Regions from separate parts of the Oryctolagus cuniculus genome. Here regions 1 and 3 are each linked to region 2. A link is a contact called in public Hi-C data. All regions are on one chromosome and are shown on one strand. The core of a region is the stretch at or near the end of the contact, and the rest is flanking DNA. Distances in the headings are between cores, read along the strand shown.

What was found. Hi-C and Micro-C count contacts between places; a contact is called where the count stands out from the background.
Region 1: a Hi-C map of an unstated tissue shows a contact between it and region 2, with 3 times the contacts expected there. The contact joins the enhancer-like site here to the promoter of NRSN2 in region 2. A contact is called at or near these places in 3 of 6 Hi-C or Micro-C datasets (ear pinna, skin fibroblasts and an unstated tissue).
Region 3: a contact with region 2 is called in a Hi-C map of an unstated tissue, with 5 times the contacts expected there. The contact joins the promoter of SRXN1 here to the promoter of NRSN2 in region 2. A contact is called at or near these places in 3 of 6 Hi-C or Micro-C datasets (ear pinna, psoas muscle and an unstated tissue).

The regions. Positions count from the first base shown.
Region 1 is chr11:26,308,988-26,311,687 of mOryCun1.1, forward strand. No RefSeq gene overlaps it. Among named protein-coding and RNA genes, the nearest start is that of DEFB125, 34 kb to the right of the region's middle. Within about 2 kb of position 1,339, at least 1 of the 8 cell types and tissues checked has an H3K27ac peak or open chromatin away from gene starts, as enhancers often do.
Region 2 is chr11:26,474,995-26,477,694 of mOryCun1.1, forward strand. NRSN2 (neurensin 2) reads left to right here and starts at 1,441. Exons shown (of 3, transcript XM_008256172.4): 1 at 1,441-1,558.
Region 3 is chr11:26,718,922-26,721,621 of mOryCun1.1, forward strand. SRXN1 (sulfiredoxin 1) reads right to left here and starts at 1,432. Exons shown (of 2, transcript XM_002710893.5): 1 at 1,008-1,432. The coding sequence starts at 1,235. It overlaps LOC108176616 (a long non-coding RNA gene), which reads left to right and starts at 1,529. Exons shown (of 4, transcript XR_011379954.1): 1 at 1,529-1,715; 2 at 2,031-2,700.

The DNA.
Region 1 (2,700 bases), core at 89-2,588, 170 kb before region 2:
TTTTCAAAATGTTTTTGATGAAAAAAACACTGTTTCTCATTTTCTTCCTACTACTTGTTGAGTTCTCTAACTAGTGTAGGGTTAATCTTATGAGTATAAAATAAACTGAAAGCAGGTCATTGTAAAAATTAAAAAACAAAAGGACCAGCGCTGTGGCGTAGCAGGTTTGAGTCCCAGATGCTGTACTTCCAATCCAGCTTCCTACTTATCCACCTGAGAAAGCAGCAGAAGATGGCCCTAGTGCTTGCCACTCAGGTGGGCACCTGGATGAAGCTCCTGGCTCTTGCCTTCAGCCTGGCCCAGCCCTGGTGTTTAAGGTCATCTGGGGAGTGAACCAGCAGACAGAAGACTGATCTCTCCCTCTCTCTTTCTCTCTCTCTCTCTCTGCCTTTCAAATAACTAAGTAACTCGTTTAAAAAAATCCTTTCAGGTAGAATTGCCTATTTTAACTTGGGGAGTTTTCATCTGTGCCTGAGTATGACTGGTACGTAAGGGCTTATCCCCACCAGTTTTCCCCTGCGTGTTCGGTACGTCATGTGTTTCTTTCTTCCTGTCTTGCTGGTCCTCTTTGTGGCTTGGCGGCTTTGCATCTTGATAAGATCTGATTCTCCTCTGCTGCTCCTTTGTGCATCTGCTCTGCTAGGGAGGTTTATACTCTCACAAAATATGATGATGTCCATCGTTGTCCTGTTTCTGGTAAAGACGAAAGCTTCCAAAGGATTACTTCTGAGAGCTACGTGTGAATTTTCTCATTGCTTGCTCGCTTGGCTAATTCATTCAGCTTCGTCTCACGCGGCACGGCGCCTGGCTGCGGCTTGCCTGTGTTTCTTGCTGGGAGCGAGCACCTGTCTCCATGTGAGTGCCGCTGGCAAATCTCCCACACCTTCACCAAGTGCCCAGCCAAGGTATGTGACATAAGTCATCCTCCGCCTGGCTGAACACCGGTATCTCCCGTCCTTTTTCGTTCACTCCTTGCAACTCTGATCCATTCCCAAAACCACCGAAGGCTGGACACTGCCCTGCCACACCGGTGTCTATCCAGTCCCCTGCGACACCACCTTCCGCTCTCCTGAGACACGGCGGCCATGAAGCCCTATTTAGTGGTCATCACCACCCTTCTGATCCTTGTTCAAAATGCTCCAGGTAACTCAGGCCTGTCTCAAAGGTTCTGGGGACTTGCATGGGGTCGTGGAATCTTGGTGTTCTCCGAGGAGAATCTTACACACAGTAGGCAACACCTTAAACCATTTCTTACCTCAAGTAAGTTGAGGATGTAACTGTCACGGTTCAGCTCATGTTAAAATATTCCCTGATCATACTTAAGAGTCCGCCGTTCCTGGCCCAGTGCAGATTCAACAAAGCATGAAACTGCTTGATTCATGGGTCAGGTATGAGAGGTCAGATGCAAATTAGGGAGCTGTGAGAGAAATAAAAGACAACTTGATGTGAATCGTGCGTTGTAGTAGGGAAGCTATAAGAGCTTAGAGAGAGAGAAATGCTGTAAAAATGAGCGGGTCGGCACAGGACGGTGAGTCTGTTTACAGAGTGGACTTGCCTGGCGTTTGCTGTCTCCGGAGAGGGAAGGAGCCTTTTCATCGGATGCAGCTGGGGATGGAGTGGGTCGAGCTGAAAGGTGGGGTAGAGGGAAGTCTTTATTTGGACTGTGTTTTTGTATTCATGCTGTGAATCGGGGTTGTGCGTCTTGGTTAGTATTGCGTTTGTATTGTGCTTTATTACTGGGCCTGAGTGGTCATCAGCAGATACAGGGCTGAGCCGGAGTCAGGTGTTAGACACCGTGAGTGTCTTATTCCAGTAGAGCGGATGCGGGATTCATCTGGGCGGGGGTTCGCGTAGCCCACGTTGGGGGTCGTCAAGCCTGAATAAGACAGTTGAGTTCATTACAGCAGGGCTGTGGCTGTTGGGGGGGGGGAGCATTTACTGTATCCGGCATGTGATTTGCAGATATGAGCTCCCCTTCTGTGGGTTGCTTTCTCATTTTGTTTGTTCTTGCCTTTGCTGTACAGTAGCTTTTTAGTTGGATGGAATCCTACGTATCTGCCTTCATTTCTGTTGCTTGTGCTTTGTTGTCATAGCCAAGAAATCCTTTCAAGTTCAACATGAAGAAACTTTGCCCCTCTGCTTCTCCTGAGAGCTTTCGTGTGTGTCCGTTGGGAGGTGGGCGATGCACGCACGCCTCCAGTTTTCCCTGCATTGCTGTGGAGGGGCCTTCCCTCTCCTGCGGAAGCTCCAAACACCTGCCGTTCAGCCCAGCCTCTAGCACTAACAGTGCTGTCCTGAGCATTTCACTTATTGAGAACCGCCTCTCCTAAGGGGAGGTTTTAAACATGAGGAACAGTCGGCAAGGGCGTGGCAGAAAGCTTTTGGAAGCGACAGATGCGTTGATGGCATAGATCGTGTGACAGCTTACCTCCAGGCTCATCGAGACGCATACGTTAAATGTATCATCTCAGGAAATGGGGATAAACACTGGATGAGCAATATCCAGTGTTGTTTTCAAATTTTGCAAGAAAAGTCTCTCCAGTCTGATTTTCACTGAAGAGCAGTAGGTGATGAGGGAAAATAAAATCGGGATGGGGGAATGATCCTCAGGGTCTCCCAGGAGACCTCGGTGGGGCAGAGGCTGTGGGGGACAGCCCCCAGCCGCCCTCCTTCCCTGAGAGTCACTCACTCTCCTCCTCC
Region 2 (2,700 bases), core at 191-2,690:
ATCTTAAAAAAAAAAAAAAAAGAGCAGACAGCCTATTAGGTGTCATGTCACTCAACCTCGTCCGCTGTGCACCTGTCCACTAATGAAACAGTCATAGTAGCAACAACAATGTATTGAGTTCTTACACTTCCAAACGCTTTGAAAAATGCCTCGAATGCACATCTCATTTCACTCTTTCAACCCCTTTCATTTCTTTTAAAGATTTTATTTATTTATTTGAGAGGCAGAGCTACAGACAGAAAGAGGGGGAGAGAGAGAGAGAGAGAGAGAGAGAGCGAGCTTCCATCCGCTGGTTCACTCTCCAAATGGGACGCAGAGGGAGGCTTAGCCTGCTGCGCCACAGTGCCAGCCCCTTCAACCTCTTCCAGAAGCAACCACTTCAGTATCTCGGCTCTACTACAGGGAAGCAGGCTCGCACTGGGTGAATCACGCAAGCACCAAGTGGCGCCTGACATTCAGACCTCCACCTGCCTGGCCCGGCACAACTCACCAGCCTTCCCCCGCAGCTCTTCCCAGGGGCTGCCCCCCACCCATCCACCCAGCCCCTCCACAGGCAGTGTGATCTCTGCAGGGTGCATATCAGGCCACGTCGCCCCTAGCCTTCCAAACCCTGCCGTGGCTCCCCGCTTGCCCCTTATGCCCCAGGTGAGTGGATGTTTGTGGAGCCGCCTGCTCAGTGGCAAGCGCTATGGGAGGCTTGGGTAACGCGGACAACACAGAGATGTGGCTCCCGGTGCAGAGCCCAGCCAGGCCCTCGCCTGGGGAGAGCCAGAGAGGAGGCTCAAGACACGAGGGCACGTTTGTGCACTGGTGCCCGGTGAAGTTCAGAGCAGTCAACGACTTTGCCCAGACTGCACAGAGGCTGAGCATAGAGCAGGCCTCCAGTGGAGGCAGCTGCCTGGTGGAGGCCGGTTCTAGGGGAGACAGTGGTGGCCGCACACTGCCCGGGGCACCGCTGCTCTACTCCTGCAAGACCACAGGGCAGGCTGTCTCCTCCGCTGCCTCCATCAGCAAAGGGGGAGTCGCTTGTCCCCCACACCTCCCCCCAGCCCAAGCCCTCCTCAGGGTTAGGGGGAAGATCCTTAGCAAGGGGAGAAGGCCCCAGGGAGAAGGAAGGGGCTTCCCTGCCAGCGGGAGGGGCCTCCTGGGAGGCGGCCGGGGAGAGAGGTGGGGCTCAGTGCGGGCTGGGGTGGGGGTTTCTATGCCAGGATGGGCTTGAGACCCTGAGAGGGGACCGAGGGTGTAGCGAGGAGACCGGCGCTCCGCGAGGGGAGCTGGGGTGGGGCCCAGGCAGGGGCTGGGGTCTCCACAAGAGGCCTGGGGTCCCAGCGCGAGAAGGGAACTCAGGAAAGGGCGAGGGGCTCAGGAAGCTACAGGGGCCGCCGTGTGCAGAGCCAGCCCCCGGGGCGGGCCGGCGCCCCCTCCTCCCTCCGCCCCCGTGTCACCCCCGCCCGGGACTGCAGCGCAGGCGCGGACCTAGCCCGCGTTTGCTCGGCTTCAGCTCCGGCTCCCGCTCGCTTGCTCGCTCGCTCGCTTGGCGGACACCGCAGGAAGAGAGGTGAGCTCAGCAGCCCCCCTCCTCGGGGATCTGAGGGTCCCCTCTTCCCCCTGCGGTGTCCCGCTAAGGGCAGGACCTCTGCGATGTGCGGGGGTGGGGGGTGTCCCGGAAAGCGCCAGGCCCCTTGCGGCTCCACCCCTTAGGGTGGGCGGAGGCTTCAAAGGACTCGATCTTTAAGGGCCGTTCCGCCCCCTCTCTGCCTCAGTTTCCCCCAGGGGAAAGGACACGGTTCGCCTCGCAGGGTCAGGTCAGAAAGAGGTAGCAGTAGAGATGTGCCGAGCAGGGGACGACAGTCCGACTGCCCTCGCCCCCCGCCTGGGGAGACAGCCTGGGCAGCAAGGGGCGCGGGAGTGGGCGGGTCTGGGGTCTGGGGTCTGGAAGGTAAACAGCCAGTCAGTGCCGACCACCGAGTCCAGCAGGCTTCGCCTGTCGCCTCCGCCGCCGCCGCAGTGGCCTCCTCCCGCTTCTGCCCACCAAGTTCCTCCCGGCGCCGGTGGGGGACACCTCCCCAGGTTCCCCTGGCAACCCCGCTGCATCCTCGGCGCCCCCCACCCCTCCCGCCTCCCTGCAGACCTAAAGGGGGCAGGCAGCCGAGGGGAGGCCCCGCCAAGGTCACCTTCCTGCGCCCTCACGGCCGGATTGCGGGGCTGCACACCTGCGGCGGGTCCCGGCGAGCTGCGTGCGCGGTGGGAGCTGACCCGGGCCGCCTGTCCCTCTGCCCCCTTGCCTGGGGTCCCTAATCCGCAGGGACCGACGCTCTTGCCCCCGCCCTTCTCCCAGAGCCTCCTACGAGGGCCAAAACCGCAGTAGATCCTGCTCCAGACCTCTCGCCCTCTGCTGCCTCCGCTCGCCCTGGCCTCGGCCTCGGCTTGCTCCCCTTCTGCGGGACTTGGAAAATGCGTTTTCCTTTCGGTCTGCTTCCTAGGATTGAGGGATGGACCGCTTTACCACCGCAGTCCTGGGGCTGCTGGGGCTGCGGGGCTGCGTCTCTCAGGCAGCACCCAACTCTGTGTGCGTGCGGGGGCGGGGTGGGTGTTCCTCTGTTGGGGGTGGGTTTCTGTGGGGAGAGGTGTGTGTCTCTGGGGTGTGTGTCTGTGGGGTGTGTGTGTCTCTGTGTCATGTTTGTATCTCAGTGGGGTGTG
Region 3 (2,700 bases), core at 182-2,681, 240 kb after region 2:
CGGGAGATCAAGTAGCAGTCGGAGCAACGAGGCAGGAGGGAGGCCTGCACAAAGGCCCAGAGGTAGGAGGGCGCTCAGCCAGATCCCCCCTCCCACAGAGCCAGGCTCGGGGCTAGCAGTGGGACAACAGCCCAGAGACAAGGTTCCTGCTCGTGTGCAGTTCACAGGAGATGACGCAGACAGACCAGACACAAGGGAATAAGCACGTGGACGATGTCTGATGGACATGGGGCTACCTGGAAAAATGCCTCTGACCCTGGCCAGCTAGAGGGGCCAGGGCTCCAGGCCAGGAGGTGGAGCGGGAACCACCGGGGCTGTGGGCTCTGGGGCAGGGCCGGGAGTGTGGGGACGCTAGGCACATTCCAGGACTGAAGACCTCCTGGCTGCGGCAGCCTCTGGTGGGACGAGGGGGTCTCCTCTGCCCCCCTGCCCAGGGCCGGAGTAGGGGGCAGGATGCCAAGGGGACCCGGCCAGACCCACGCTCATGCGCCCCCAGCCCCAGCCCCAGCCCGCCAGCATCACTGGGTTCCCCCAGCGCCCTCCCCACTACCTTTCAGCAGACCCCCAGGACCAGGACCCCCAGGTCCTGCTGTCCCCACAAGGGCCGGACAGCCCCTCCCTGGACAGTGGGGACGCTGGGACGGGGCTGCCCGTGGCCTTTCCACGCGCCTGACCTTGGGCACGTTGCTATAAAAAGAACTCTCCCTAGCCTCGGTTCTCACCTGGGAAAAGGGGCCGGTATCTACCTGGGAGGGTGGGTGCAGGACGCTAAGGAACTTAGCCCCCGGGGCCGGGGCAGGCGCTGTCTTACAGGAATCGCCGGTCCTTCTTTTAACCGTCTTGGCTCGTCCCTTCCTTGCTCAAGCGAGAAGCAGAGGCCCACCGTCGCCCAAGGTCACACAGCTATGGCTGAGCGCCCACAGGCGCCCAGTCAGCCCCGGCTCCCTCGGCGCGACCTCCCCGCCCCGAGCCCTCCCTCCGGCGGGCCAGCCTCCCCGGGGCCTCACCCGGATCGTGTCCACCAGGCTCTGCACCTTGGCCGGGTCCAGCACGGACGGCAGCGGCCGGATGAGCACGCTCAGCGGCACGTTGTGCACCGCGGCGATGCAGCCCGAGTGGATGCTGCTGCCCTGCGCGCCGCCGCCGCCGCCGCCGCCGCCGCTCGGCCCGGACCCCTCGGGCGCCCCTCTACCCGCGCCGGCCCTGCCCAGCGCGCCGCCCGCTCGCAGCCCCATGGCGCCGCCGCCCCCGCGCGCCGCCTCCGCGGCTTTAACTCCGGCCGGGCCGTACCATTAGGCGGGGCTGGGCGGGGGGCCCGTGCGGCGTCGGGGGGCGCGCTCCTCCCCAAGCCCCGCGGTGGTGCGGCCGCGGCCCCGGCTCCGCAGTGGCCCAGTCCCCAACCCCTCCCGCCCCGCGGCCCCGGGCTTGGGCTCGCCCGGCTCGGGCCCGCCGCCGGGGGGCGCCCCGCAACCTCCCCCGGGCCGCGCGGCGCCCGGCAGTGGGCGCGCCCGGCGGGCTGACTCAGGGTGAGTGTGCAGTCCCGGCGCTGGGGAGGCGCGGTCGGCCCCGGGCGCGCTGGCGGGCGGTGGCCGGACCTGCCGAGCAGGCGTGAGTCGGCAGAAGCGGCGGCGCCCACGGCAGTCCTCCCGGAAGCCGGTGCAGGCTGCAAAGCGTGGAGAGCACGCTGCTTGTGTAGTAACTCCCGACCCCGCCAGGTAGGTCCCGTTTCCCAGGTGGCGGCGCTGGACCCGAGGGCAGGGGGCTTGAGTGGCCGAGCTGGGGCTCAGGTCCAGCAGCCCGGCCCCAGAGGCCCCTCCGCACCCCTGCGCGCTGCGTGGCTCACCCGCAGCGACTGTCCCACGGAGCTCCCTGGAATCCTGCCCTTGGGAGGCTGCCAGTTGGTTACTGACACTTTTTTTTTTAAGATTTACTTATGTATTTGAGAGGTAGAGTTACAGAGAGAGAGAGAGGGAGAGACAGGTGACACTTTCTTTAAATAAATTCTATTATTATTTTTATTTATCCGAAAGGCAGAGAGATACAGAAACAGACGGAGAGATCTTCCACCTGCTGGGTCACTTCCCGAAAGCTGCAACAGCCAGGGCCGGGCCAGGCTGAAGCCAGGAGCGGGGACTCTGCTGGGTCTTGCACTTTGGCGGCAGGGAGCCTGGTACTGCAGCTGCTCCCCAGGGTGCCCTGGCGGGAAGCCGGGTCGGGAGTGGAGCTGGGGCTTGAACCCCGGCGCTGAGAGGTGAGCCACAGCACTGTCCCCGTGGGGCCACGCGCCCTCGGCCGTCACTGGCTTTCTGAGTCCCACGTGGACGGGGAGGTGACGCTGCCCATCACCGCGGTGCCCGGGGCTCTGGCATCCCGCTTTGCTGGAGAAAGTCACCGTTCCGGCTCCTCCCAGAACCGAGGATGGCGAGGCTGTTGTGAGTGTCACTGGAAGCTTTCGGCTTCTGCACTTGGTCCCGGCTCAGGAAGTGGAGCTGCCACCCGCACTTCCGCCCAGGAATTACTGAGATCGGAGACTTCTGTTGAGAGGGAAGGGGTCTTCCTCCTTACAGGAGGTCAGGAGGGCAGGACAGTGGTTTTTGGAGTGGAAACATGGAGATTTGACCTCAGTCTCATCAAGCTGTTACCCTACTCCTGGTATCAAATTCGGTGTCTTACCATACACATGTCCCAACTTAAAAGAGC